Regions from separate parts of the Pan troglodytes genome. Here regions 1 and 2 are each linked to region 3. The links are chromatin contacts, called in public HiChIP or PLAC-seq maps. All regions are on one chromosome and are shown on one strand. The core of a region is the stretch at or near the end of the contact, and the rest is flanking DNA. Distances in the headings are between cores, read along the strand shown.

The links. HiChIP or PLAC-seq counts read pairs in DNA pulled down with a chosen protein or histone mark.
Region 1: a contact with region 3 is called in an H3K4me3 HiChIP or PLAC-seq map of stem cell-derived excitatory neurons, with 5 times the contacts expected there. The contact joins the promoter of DPAGT1 here to the promoter of MCAM in region 3. A contact is called at or near these places in 2 of 7 Hi-C or Micro-C datasets (induced pluripotent stem cells and stem cell-derived neural progenitor cells) and 1 of 1 datasets of contacts at active chromatin or transcription factors (stem cell-derived excitatory neurons).
Region 2: an H3K4me3 HiChIP or PLAC-seq map of stem cell-derived excitatory neurons shows a contact between it and region 3, with 3 times the contacts expected there. The contact joins the promoter of HMBS here to the promoter of MCAM in region 3. A contact is called at or near these places in 2 of 7 Hi-C or Micro-C datasets (induced pluripotent stem cells and stem cell-derived neural progenitor cells) and 1 of 1 datasets of contacts at active chromatin or transcription factors (stem cell-derived excitatory neurons).

What each region holds. Positions count from the first base shown.
Region 1 is chr9:121,043,472-121,047,717 of NHGRI_mPanTro3-v2.0_pri, reverse strand. DPAGT1 (dolichyl-phosphate N-acetylglucosaminephosphotransferase 1) reads left to right here and starts at 1,278. Exons shown (of 9, transcript XM_001165129.6): 1 at 1,278-2,544; 2 at 2,901-3,021; 3 at 3,196-3,409; 4 at 3,631-3,777. The coding sequence starts at 2,384.
Region 2 is chr9:121,026,187-121,030,385 of NHGRI_mPanTro3-v2.0_pri, reverse strand. HMBS (hydroxymethylbilane synthase) reads right to left here and starts at 1,806. Exons shown (of 14, transcript XM_016922120.4): 1 at 1,585-1,806. The coding sequence starts at 1,617.
Region 3 is chr9:121,261,404-121,266,049 of NHGRI_mPanTro3-v2.0_pri, reverse strand. MCAM (melanoma cell adhesion molecule) reads left to right here and starts at 1,706. Exons shown (of 15, transcript XM_009424323.5): 1 at 1,706-1,834; 2 at 3,601-3,725; 3 at 3,824-4,031; 4 at 4,115-4,185; 5 at 4,288-4,375. The coding sequence starts at 1,768.

The DNA of each region.
Region 1 (4,246 bases), core at 29-2,528, 220 kb after region 3:
TCCATATGCACCTATTGCCCTCAGTCCTCCTTTCAGCCTCAGCCTCATTATGTGTGATGATGCCTTCCTTGTACACAGATGTCTGTGTTCCTAGCCCCATGGGGACACCCGGTGGAAGAGAAAACACTTGCCTCCCGGGAGTTTCTAGTTTAAAAGGGGCACACGTGCATACACACAACACACACAGAAAAATAATAGCAGTGGGATAAGTACTGAAAATCTGGTGGAATACTAGCAAGTAAATTACGAAAATTTATGTATTTTATACACATCTGGGTTTTTGTTGTTGTTAATTAGAGCCATTTTCAAGTAGAAAAGCCATTTCACATCTGATTTAGTTTGTTTGTTTGTTTGTTTTGAGACAGAGTTTCCCCTCTGTTGCCCAGGCTGGGGTGCAGTGGCATGATCGCGGCTCACTGCAACCTCCTCATCCCAGGTTCAAGCGATCCTCCTGCCTCAGCCTCCTGAGTAGCTGAGATTACAGGCATGTGCCACCACACCCGGCTAATTTTTGTATTTTCAGTAGAGACGGGGTTTCACCGTGTTGGGCCAGGCTGGTCTCGAACTCCTGACCTCAAGTGAGCCACCCACCTTCGCCTACCAAAGTGCTGGGATTACAGACGTTAGCCACTGCGCCCGGCCTACATCTGATTTTGAGGGAAAGAAGAAACTATCTTCGGCTTAAAAACAGTCAACACGACCCTGACTCCTGGAACATGCCATAGAGGGAAGAGTGGACAAAGCGCTAGGCTATTGGAGTCCTTTCCCTAACTCACTGGTGGTGACTTCCTCTCTGACAAATGGAAATCATTTGCCGCCTAAGAGCCGTCGGGGAATGAAAGGTAATAAAGATGCTGGTGAACTGGCTGGGCGTGGTGGCTCACGCCTGTACTCCCAGCATTTTGGGAGGCCAAGGCGGGCAGATCACCTGAGGTCGGGAGTCCCAAACCAGCCTGACCAACATAGGGAAATCCCGTCTCTACTAAAAATACAAAATTAGCCGGGCGTGGTGGCGCAGGCCTGTAATTCCAGCTACTGCCTGTAATCCCAGCTACTCGGGAGGCTGAGGCAGGAGAATCGCTTGAACCTGGGAGGTGGAGGTTGCGGTGAGCCGAGATCGCGCCATTGCACTCCAGCCTGGGCAACAAGAGCGAAACTCTGTTTCAAAAAAAAAAAAAGCTGGTGAATTGTTGTTTGCAGGGGAACAGGCCAAGCAAAATGCACAGCGACCTGGAGGAGGCCAAGCAAAATGCACAGTGACCTACAGGAAGAAACCTGACTGGGAGTTCCTCAGACTCACAGGAAGTCAGTTGTGGGTCTGATTCCTCTCCCTCCTCAGCTCTTTCCAGAGCCTCAGCCTGGAAATCTCCATCTCCTCCTTGTGGGAGCTAGGTACAATGCAGTGATCCACGGCCAAGCTGAAGTCTCGAGTTAAATCCAAGACCTGAGGGTACTCCCAATCCCTCAGTGAAGTGCTGCGCTGGGTTGCCGGGCAACTAACTGCTACAGCTGGGGCAGAAGGTGGGTGGGATGCTGAGAAAAAAATACCAGAATCGAGGACACGAAAAACAGAGTGGGAGGGGCTTTTCAAGGATCTACGCTTTAGAATTTACACCATCCTTCCAAACCGTAGCTGCGTTTCCGGGAACTGAGTTGTGTTTACCTTGGCTTCCGACTATGTTGGCAACAGGTTTCCTGCAAGAAACTGGCGCGTCTCCACACCCTCGTCCCTCCTCCCCACCCCCTGCCTTTCAATAGCCATCTTCCTGGAGCCGGAGGCATCCCAGATTAAGGGAGAGGTACGGGCCCTTTAAGCTTGACCTATGGAGGCGGACGGAGCTAAAACTGACGTGGAACCGGAATGTGAGCGGTGTCAGACACGTGGTACAAGGAGGCATTCATCTTGGAACCGGGCAATTGGCATTTCCGCTCTGGGTAGTACATCTTTAACATAATGTTAGGGAAGTATCCGTTCTTGGCTGCCTTTCTTTAATTGCGTTTCCAGTACTCTCTCGGTGATTCTACTCTTGAACATAGGATGAAATTTGGAATCACACTTCTCTTGCACTTCCATCCCCACCCTCTAATGCCCATATTAAAAATGGCGGCCGCCGCCTTCCGCAGTAATGGTTGTTCAGCGAACAAGATCCGGGCGGAAACAGTAGATAGGCGGGTGCAGCGGGGCAGAACATAGGTTGCCTTAGAGAGGTTCTCCGGTGTCTCGAGGGCGGCTCAAGTTAGAGTTGTTGGGTTTTGCTCAGATTGGTGTGGGAAGAGCCTGCCTGTGGGGAGCGGCCACTCCATACTGCTGAGGCCTCAGGACTGCTGCTCAGCTTGCCCGTTACCTGAAGAGGCGGCGGAGCCGGGCCCCTGACCGGTCACCATGTGGGCCTTCTCGGAATTGCCCATGCCGCTGCTGATCAATTTGATCGTCTCGCTGCTGGGATTTGTGGCCACAGTCACCCTCATCCCGGCCTTCCGGGGCCACTTCATTGCTGCGCGCCTCTGTGGTCAGGACCTCAACAAAACCAGCCGACAGCAGATGTGAGCAGCGGCACACGGGTCTGGGCAGGGGGCAAGGGCTAAGGAAGGAGTGGCTAGGGCAGGGGCGGGGACCGGGGTGCTTGACCACACGTGAAGACTCAGAACTAACCCAGGCAGCCTGGAACTCGGAGAGGTGATGAGCAGAACTTACTCGCATTGGGGAAAGGATGGGTAGGGACCCTTGGGTATATCTGGGACTCTGGCAGTGGTGCTTTCCTCCCTCCGCCCCCCTCACCACTTACCAGAATAAAAAACCGGGAATGAGAAGACCACTTTGGGTTATTGTAACACCTGCACTAGTGAGTGACCACGCCCCCTTTGCTCTTCCCCCTCGCCCCCTTGCTGCTGGGCCACAGCCCAGAATCCCAGGGAGTGATCAGCGGTGCTGTTTTCCTTATCATCCTCTTCTGCTTCATCCCTTTCCCCTTCCTGAACTGCTTTGTGAAGGAGCAGTGTAAGGCATTCCCCCACCATGAAGTAAGTGGGTTCGTGGGGGTGATTGCCTGTGGCTGGGACCTGGGAGGTACCTGAGAGAATTGGGGTTATTTGGGCTTGTGGGGAGGGGCTAAGAAATTATCAGAAAAGACAGGAATTCTTAAAAGGTGGAATGGGAGCAGGCTTGAGTCATGGACCTGCCCGAGCCCCCCCCAGTTTGTGGCCCTGATAGGTGCCCTCCTTGCCATCTGCTGCATGATCTTCCTGGGCTTTGCGGATGATGTACTGAATCTGCGCTGGCGCCATAAACTGCTGCTACCTACAGCTGCCTCACTACCTCTCCTCATGGTCTATTTCACCAACTTTGGCAACACGACCATTGTGGTGCCCAAGCCCTTCCGCCCGATACTTGGCCTGCATCTGGACTTGGGTAGGTAGTCCTACCACTGCTGCCCCTATGGCACCTACTTCAGGGAACCCTTCCTGGTGCTCCACATTCTCCTCCAAGTGTTCCTTTTCTGTCTCTGTGTCTTCCCAGATCCTTTCTGGTAGCCCTTCATCCTATCGTCCGTCCTCACCACTTTTCTAAAAATTCTTAAATCCTCCTCCCCTAGGTGGCACTACTTCTTTTCCTACCATTTCTCCCCGCAGGAATCCTGTACTATGTCTACATGGGGCTGCTGGCAGTGTTCTGTACCAATGCCATCAATATCCTAGCAGGAATTAACGGCCTAGAGGCTGGCCAGTCACTAGTCATTTCTGCTTCCATCATTGTCTTCAACCTGGTAGAGTTGGAAGGTAGGTGGGATTGGGGGTGGGGAGAGAGAAGTCTGAGCATTAAAGGTGTGGCCTGATATATGACTTTGGGAAATTCAGGGAAAAAAAGCAATATGTGTAGTAATTATAGAAGATAAGGGAAGCTACTTACTTTGCAAATAACAATGCAGATTTATTAAAAGTGAGAAAGAAAAATAGCAGCCCTGTCATTTATAGCTGGATTGGCACTAATAGCTAGGCCATGATCTTCTCCCATTGAATATAAACAGTTTCACAGAACCCCAACGTTACACAGGGTCATTCTGTGACCATGATGGAGCAAGACTAAAACTAGACCCCTCCCTCTGTAATCATGTTTGAGCACAGGCAAAACCACAAGAACACTGAGCAACCCACAAAATGGCCAAGATCCCCTCTCTCGGCTAACATGAGCGACTGCTGCTGCTCTCCAATAACAACTCAGTTCCTACCACTTCTTTTTTTTTTTTTT
Region 2 (4,199 bases), core at 557-3,056, 240 kb after region 3:
GGGAGTCGCGCTCTGTCACCCAGGCTGGAGTGCAATGGCGCGGTCTCGGCTCAGTGCAACCTCCACCTCCCAGGTTCAAGCGATTCTCCTGTCTTAGCCTCCCAAGTAGCTGGGACTACAGGCGCATGCCACCACATCGGCTAATTTTTTGTATTTTTAGTAGAAACGGGGTTTCACTGTGTTCCCTAGGTGGTCTCGAACTCCTGAGCTCAGGCAATCCACCTGCCTCGGCCTCCCAAAGCGCTAGGATTACAGGCATGAGCCACTGTGCCCGGCCTAATTTTTATATTTTTAGTAGAGACGGGGTTTCACCATGTTGGCCGGGGTGCTATGGAGTTCTTTTGCACCCAGACATCTGGGGCCTCTATTGCCGGAGCAGGTGACAGCTTTCTGCCCTCAGACTCTGGTCTACTCCATGTGATCACTCCAATAAATTAACCCTGGGAGACCCTTTGCAAATTAGGCTAGGCTTGATATTAAACGTGGCCACCAAAATTCTGGGCCACAGGGAGCCCACAGAAAGGACTCTAAGGTCCCAGAACTACTAGGTTCAAACAATTCCTTAAGTTCATTGAATGTGCACAGCATATCCAAGTCAAACCGTTTCATTAAAAAATAAAACACTGAGCACTTCTATGTTGAAGCTATTGCTTTTGCATATTGTTGTCGTCTCAAAAATCCTATCAGGTGGACACGACAGGCACCTTTGGGACCATGTTACAGAAGCAACGGGTGGCATCAAGGGATGAGGTGACTTGCCTAGGGTCACAGAGCTAATAACCGAAAGAGAGTTGGGGCTACAATTCAGATCTTCCTACTCCTAGTCCAGGGCTCTGGAATGACTGCAAGAGCAAAGATCCCAGCCCTCACCAACAGGCTGGACAGGGGGAGATTAGCAGCTCCCCATCTCTCTCTTATCTCGGCCTGGCAGTGGCCTCCACCAGCTCTGCAGTTTGTCTGTGCACAAGCCCAGGGCTCGGCAAGCAGGCTCTTAATGGAAAGGCCCACGGCGGCCTCCCACCCACGGTAGTAATTCAGTAGGTGTGTCACAGCTGGGGACTTGGAGCGTTGGCTGTGGCTGGGAGACCACTATAACACAAAAAGAAGGCGCACTTCTAAGACGTTTGTGTGCAGTTCGGAGGCTTGGCTGATACTCTCTCCTATGAATCAAAAGTGGAACGTGTCTTCCCAAAGGGGCCGTATCTGCATCCGCCTCAGCCCAGCCTCGAATGAAAGGACCCCGTCTGTGTAGACGAACGTTCTTGGTCTGGGTCACTAAATCTAGAGCCGTGCATCCCAGGCCTGATGGGAATCCCACCCAGATGCCCGCAGGGACCGGAGTTCCGTTCCAAACAATCTTTCCACTCTTAACCCAGCATCACCGCTCTCTGATTTCCCCATTCCTTCCGGAGGGCAACCGAGCTACTGGCCCTTTAAAAGCTACTCGGACCAAAAAAAAAAAAAAAAAAAAAAAAATAGATAGCCGTTCTGACCAATAGACGACTGAGGATGGCAACCTGGGGCCAATCGCTGCACGGCTCGTCCAGAAGCCCAAAGTGTGCTGGTCACCGGCTCAGCACTCACCGCCGTTGCAGCCGCATTGCCGTTACCAGACATGGCTCCGCTTGGAAAGTAGGCTGTGTGTGGGTGCCGCTAAGGTCCCCCGGCCCCGGGAAGCCGGGGGCTCCGGCCGGCGAGTACCGGGGACACGTGGGACCCGAGGTCGTCCTACAGTCTGACTCCTGGTCTCCGCAGAGCCTCGCGTCACTTCCGGCGCCCTCCCTCGAAGGGGAGGTCCCTCCCTCTGGGCGGGAATTGGAACATTGCGACAGTGGACCTCCCCATTCGACCTCCCCATTCCCCAGCTGTGACATGAGCAAGTAGTGCAGCTTCTATGGCGCTTCCTTTGCTCTGTTCAAACTTAGCTTTGCTACAACCTTGAAATAGGCAGCATTTTTCTTTTTGATACGGGGTCTCACTGTGTCCCCAGACTAGAGTGCAGCGGCATGACCACGGGTCACGGCAGCCTTGACCTCCCGGCTTCAGCGATCCCCCCACCTCAGCCTCCCAAGCAGCTGGGACTACAGGCGCACATCACCACGTGGGACTAATTTCTAGATTTTTTATAGAGACAGCGGGGAGGTGGCCTCACTATGTTGCACAGTGCTAGTCTCGAACTCCTGGACTCAAGCAGTCATCTCGCCTTGGCCTCCCAAAGTGCTGGGATTACAGGCATGAGCCACTGGCCCAGCCAGCATTTCAATTCTTAAAATGAGGAAACTGGTTCAGAGAGATTAAAGGTCATGCCTAAAGACAAGTAACTGAAGTGGGAGCACAAACGCTACATACTTGTAGTGAGAAAAGGGCTTGTTAGGAAAAGTGCTTTCCCATGAACATAATTTTTTTTTTTTTTTTTTTGAGACGGAGTTTTGCTCTTGTTGCCCAGGCTGGAATGCAATGGCACGATCTCAGCTCACTGCAACCTCCGCCTCCCGGGTTCAAGCAATTCTCCTGCCTCAGCCCCCCGAGTAGCTGGGATTACAGGCACACACCACCACACCCAGCTAATTTTGTATTTTTGGTAGAGATGAGGTTTCTCCATGTTAGTCAGGCAGGTCTTGAACTCCTGACCTCAGGTGATTCGCCCACCTCGGCCTCCCAAAGTGCTGGGAGTACAGGCGTGAGCCACCGCGCCTGTAATCATGAACATAATTAACAATCATGATTATTAATAATCACCCAGCTGGGTGCAGTGGCTCACACCTATATTCCCAGCACTTTAGGAAGCCAAGGCAGGAGGATTGCTTGAGCCCAGGAGTTTGAGACCACCCTGGGCAACATGGTGAAAACCTCATCTCTACAAAAAATACAAAAATAGCCAGGTGTGGCGGCACACACCTGTAGTCCCAGCTATTCAGGAGGCTGAGGTGTGAGGATTGCTTGAGCCCAGGAGGTCGAGGTAGCTGTGAGCTGTGGTGGTGCCACTGCACTCTAGCCTGGATGACAGAGTGAGACGCCCATTTTTTTTTTTTTTTTTTTTGAGATGGAGTTTCACTCTTGTTGCCCAGGCTGGAGTGCAATGGTGCAATCTCAGCTCACCGCAACCTCCACCTCCCGGGTTCAAGCAATTCTCCTGCCTCACCCTCCTGAATAGCTAGGATTACAGGCACCTGCCACCACACCCAGCTGGTTTTTGTATTTTTAGTAGAGACGGAGTTCCACCATGTTGGTCAGGCTGGTCTTGAACTCCTGACCTCAGGTGATCCGCCCACCTCAGCCTCCCAGAGTGCTGGGAATACAGGCATGAGCCACCGCGCCCGGTGAGACCCTGTCTTAAGAAGAAAAAAAAAATCACCCATGTGCTCAGCACTGTACAAAGAACTGAACACCTATTTGACCCTTAGGCTTTCATAATAGCCACACAGCGTAGGTGTTATAATCCCTAATGTACAGATGAAGACACAGGTTGAGGGGGAAAGGGTGGGAGCAGGGTGAGGGATAAGAGACTACACATTGGGTACAGTGTACACTGCTTGGGTGATGGGCACCAAATCTCAGAAATCACTACTAAAGAACTTATTCACATAGCCAAATACCAACTGTTCCCCAAAAACCCACTGAAAAAAAATACATCTCAAAAAAAAAAAAAAAAAAAACAGGTTGAGAAGGTAAGATGTGCCTTAAGTCAAACAGCACAACTAGGATTCAAACCCAGCTCAGTAGATGCAAAGTCTACTCATAGCATAGCAGCTACAATACTGCCACTGTTTTTTAATTTTTTACTTTTTGAGACAGGGTGTCTGTCACCCAGGCTGGAGTGCAGTGGTGTGATCAAGGCTCACTGCAGCCTCAACTTCCTGGGCTCAAGCAATCCTCCCACCTCAGCCTCCTGAGTAGCTGGGACCACAGGCAAGCGCCACCAGGCTGGGCTAGTTTATTTTTATTTCTTGCACAGACGGGGTCTCACTATGTTGCCTGGGTGGCTGGTCTTGAACTCCTGGACTCAAGCGATCCTCTCACCTCAGCCCCGCAAAGTATTGGGATTACAGGCATGAACCACCGCGCCCAGCCCATGGCAATCCTAAATACTACCTAAACCACAGTGTCAAACTTACTTCCTCCAATTAAACAACGTAGAAGATGAAATTAGGTGAGGCTGTGGGGAAAACAACAACATAGGAGCAATTTTCAGACAGGCA
Region 3 (4,646 bases), core at 457-2,956:
CCACCCCCACCTGGCTTCACTCTCCTCCAGCGGAAGAAGAATTCAGAACTGACTGTCCTTGGTGGTTAGCTGGCTTTGTTTTCAGGCCAGAGAGGCGAATGATTAGTTAATGGTGTTAAGTGAAGGAAGGGGGTTGGGCAGGGAAGCCAGCTCCATGCCCAGCCGGGCCTGCCAGGGCAAACGGCATCCTTCAGCCATTCCCACTCCAGCCCAGCAGACAAAACATTCTCATCTAGTCAGCTCTGGGCCTGGGGCCAGTCCATACATTCACTCTGGAGGGCGAGCCAGCGTCCTCCTCTTGCTCTCCCTGCAGGCTCCAGGCTCCAGGCCCCTGGCCCGGTGGGCCTGGGCTCTGCACAGCCTCTGGCTGGAGACTAATGGCATTGGAGGAGGGGTCGAGAAGGCTCTGAAAGACAAGGCTGGTGTGGTTTTCCAGTCATCTCTGCGTCATCAAAACGCCACCCTGGAGCATGCTCTCAAGTCACCTGGCCATCTCCGGGGTTTGCTGGCTCACCCTCCACCTCCCCCAGCGAGCAGAGGGGTGGCCCCGCTGGGCAACAGACCTCTCCCCAAATCCAGGCCCCTATTTGGCACTCCCTGGTGGAGGCGCATCAGCAGATGTGGACCCCTTTTCTGAGGCCAGGCTGCTGGGGTCAGAGTGAGGCAAGAGCACCTCCCCCTCCCTAGAGCCTTAGTTCAAGAGGCCAGAAGACCCAGGGAGAAGCCGGCGTTTTGGGAGAAGGGGAGCTGCAGAGCTCCCCACCCAAGCAGGTCTGATTTGATTCTTCCCTCAGCTATGGACCCACAATCAATAGGGCTGGGGAAGACATGGGGTGGGGGAAGATCAGCGCTGCCGGGATCCTTTCAATCATCAGGAACAGCAACAGGTTTGCAGGGTCAGGCTGGGGACCCTCGCCCATTAACTCTTTCTTCTCCCTGTTTCTTTCTCTTAGGTGAGGGGAAACTGAGTTCCAGGGTAGGCTCCAGAGTGAAGAGGGAAGAAACATGATTCTCAAGGCCCAGGTCTGGACAAGTGTGAACACCTTGGGCCTGCGAATTCAGCCCCCTCCTTCCTTTCTCTGGTCAAAGGCTAGACTTGCAGGAGCTTGCGTTTGAAGGGACAGCCCAGAAGGCATCGTCTGCACTCCCCATACAGGTACTTCTGGGTCTGTGGGACTGGCGCAGGGTTCTTCTCCCAAAGCTGCCAGCACTGAGGCTGAGGCAGTGTCAGGCCGGCGGCAGCGGCAGTGGTGCCATCGTTCTGGGAAGCGATAGAGGCCGGCCTGAATTCTCTGTGGCAAGGGAGGGGAGCCCAAGTGGGAGGCCCCTTGGGGACACCGAGGACCAGGTCCGCTACTGCTCCTCCCCCAGGAGGTCCCCTAGGGGCTACATTGGCTGGCAGGGGCTGAGCAGCGGTGAGCCTGGCTGGCTTCGACCCGGGGCGACTCCGGGCATCCGGGACAGCTTCTCCTCGCTGCCACCTCGGCCAGTCAGACCCCGAGACACCTGTCACTACCCCCTCAGCCTTCCCAAGCCAGGAGCCTGGGAGTCCGGCTCTGGCCTACCTCCGGCAGCGCTCCTAGGCGCAGCTCCCGGGCTGGCGGCGCCGGGGCCCGCCCCCTAGGGCTGCGGCGCGCGGGGCGGGGGCTGGGGGCTGCGCGGGGCGGGGCGGGCCCGGACGCTCCGGGCCCCCTCCCCCGCCCCCCTGACGTCAGCCCCCGGCAGCCTCGAGCTGCTCACTTGGCTCTCGCCCTCCGGCCGGGAAGCATGGGGCTTCCCAGGCTGGTCTGCGCCTTCTTGCTCGCCGCCTGCTGCTGCTGTCCTCGCGTCGCGGGTGAGTGAGTTCGCAGGGGGGCCGCGCCCCGGCTAGGGGTCTGCGGTGGAGCGTGCCAGGGAGCAGAGCCAGCGGCGCGGCGGGGTCGGGGCGTTGCGTCTGGGAGGACGAGCCTCCTCCCTGGGTCCCCGATCCCCGGGCGCCTTGCGCGCGAGCAACTCTTCTTTGCAGCCAGTTTGCAGCCGGGATTCTAGAGTATCCCGGGAGCAGCACTCGGAAGGCGGGGAGGAGGCTGCTTCTGGGAACGAGAAGGGGTGGAGCTCAGCCTTTCGGGGTGCTGGGGGGTGGGTGGTCCCTGAGGTGCTCACTCTGGGGGCCCGCAATTGAAGCCGGGCAGGAGGCGCAGCTGGGGCGCATCCTCAAAGCCTGAATTCCGCGCCCGCCTGTTGCTGGAAAAGGCAGCTTCCTTCGCTGGAGGGGGTGCGCCGACCCACCCCTTCCCCCTTCTGCCTGGGCATCACGCCAGGCTGGAGGTGAGCGAGAGCGGGAGGTTCGGCGGCTCCCGCCCGAGCTGGGCGTTGGCAGGGGTTGCGGGGCGGTGTGGGTCGCCTCGCGCCTCCCCGAGTGATGGGATCATAGGGGACAGAGATGAGGGATGGAGGATTCCCATACTGGAAGCGCCCGCTGGCTTATTTTGGGGACCACATTCAGGTGGGAAGTGCGCCCGGGCACCTCGGAGCGTTTCTCCGGATCCGCCTGGTAGCAGGGCGCTCTCGGGTCCACGCTGCCCTTGTATGGCCCGCAGCGGTGTCGCGTGTTTCTCTTGGCTCCCATTCCGCCGTCCCAGCCGCTGTCCGGCTGGGGAAGGGGAGGGCTAGGCAATACCCAGCTCGCTGGCCTCGTGCCCAGTGCCAACCATGTCCCTGGGGTATTCCAGGCTACTGCCTCCCAGGCTGACTTTATTTCTGGGGAAAGGGCTAAATCGGGCTCCACAGTTGCAGCCGGTCCAGCTCCACCCTGCCCTGCTCTTCTAGCTCTGGGAGGAGTCAGGGGTCTGAGGCTCTGGGTTGGAGACCCCACCTTCCACTGCCCTCCTTGTCCGAGAGCCAAGGTAACAACCCAGGCATCCCAGAGCCCAGGCAGATGGTGTCGAGTGACATCACCTCCTCACAGGGCTGGCAGCACGCTGGCACCACTGACGTCACTCCTGCCCACTGCCTGGCCCTTGCCCTGACCCCTGGGGGAGACTCTGACCTCTCCATCCTTACCAGCTACCTAGGGTGGGGTCCGCGGGTGTGTGCGGAGTGTTCATGGAGGTGCTGCTGAGGGAGCATGAGACCGGAACTTCCGCCAGAGTTAGCCCGCTGGGGAGTTAGGGCAGGGATTTTGGAGGGCAGAGGGTAGAGCAGTGGTGTCTTCCCCTGGCGGTGGTGACACAAAAGGGCCTGTGTGCCCCAGCCTGGCACATGCTTTGCATTCCCACACTCTGAGCTCACCCGGAGAGGAGGGGGCCTGGAAGGAAAGGGGCCTTCCTCTTGGCCCCGAGCCTAGGTTGCCCCTTTCTGCCCCTCTACCAGCCTCAGCTGGAGCTGTTCGGTGCTCAGTCTCTGCTCAATCTCTGCTCGGCTCCAAGGACCTGGGATCTCCTGGACGGGGAGAGGGCTGGCCCAGGTGGGGCGCGGGTCGGGGGGTAGAGCGTTCAGAGGACAGGGCCCTCTGCAGACCCTCTGAGTGGCAGGAAAAACAGCTGCAGCAGCGCTGCGAGGGGAGGGGCGGACAGCAGCCGGAGCTGACACAGCTGCGGGGGCCCCGCCTCCCTCCCCCAGGTGTGCCCGGAGAGGCTGAGCAGCCTGCGCCTGAGCTGGTGGAGGTGGAAGTGGGCAGCACAGCCCTTCTGAAGTGCGGCCTCTCCCAGTCCCAAGGCAACCTCAGCCATGTCGACTGGTTTTCTGTGAGTGCTTGGGCTCCTGCAAGAGCAGCCCGGGGAGGGAGACTCTGCCCCTCTTGTAGCCCAGGACCCTTCTCCTCCTCTGTGTCTCCTCCCATTAGGTCCACAAGGAGAAGCGGACGCTCATCTTCCGTGTGCGCCAGGGCCAGGGCCAGAGCGAACCTGGGGAGTACGAGCAGCGGCTCAGCCTCCAGGACAGAGGGGCTACTCTGGCCCTGACTCAAGTCACCCCCCAAGACGAGCGCATCTTCTTGTGCCAGGGCAAGCGCCCTCGGTCCCAGGAGTACCGCATCCAGCTCCGCGTCTACAGTGCGTGACCCTGTGTCTGCCAGCAGGGTAGTGAGGGTGGTGGGACGTGGCCAGATGTCCCCCTCATTTCTATTTTCTTGTAGAAGCTCCGGAGGAGCCAAACATCCAGGTCAACCCCCTGGGCATCCCTGTGAACAGTAAGGAGCCTGAGGAGGTGAGATGTGTGGCAGGTGGGCTGGGCAGCTGGTGCGCAGCCGCTGAGATGGGGCTTGAAGGGGGCTCGGAGGCAGGGAGACTCACACCCTGTGCTCTTTAGGTCGCTACCTGTGTAGGGAGGAACGGGTACCCCATTCCTCAAGTCATCTGGTACAAGAATGGCCGGCCTCTGAAGGAGGAGAAGAACCGTGAGTAGCCCTTTCTCCCAAAAGCCACCCTTGGGCCAGGTGTGGTAGCTCACACCTGTAATCTCGGTGCTTTGGGAGGCCAAGGCAGGAGGATCTCTGGAGGCCAGGAGTTCAAGACCACCTTGGACAACATAGGGTGACCCTGTCTCTACAGAAAATAAAAAAATTAGCCAGGCATGGTGGTGTGTGCCTGTGGTCCCAGATACTTGGGAGGCTGAGGCAGGAGGATCATATGAGCCCAGGAAATGAAGGCTGCAGTGAGCTAGGATTG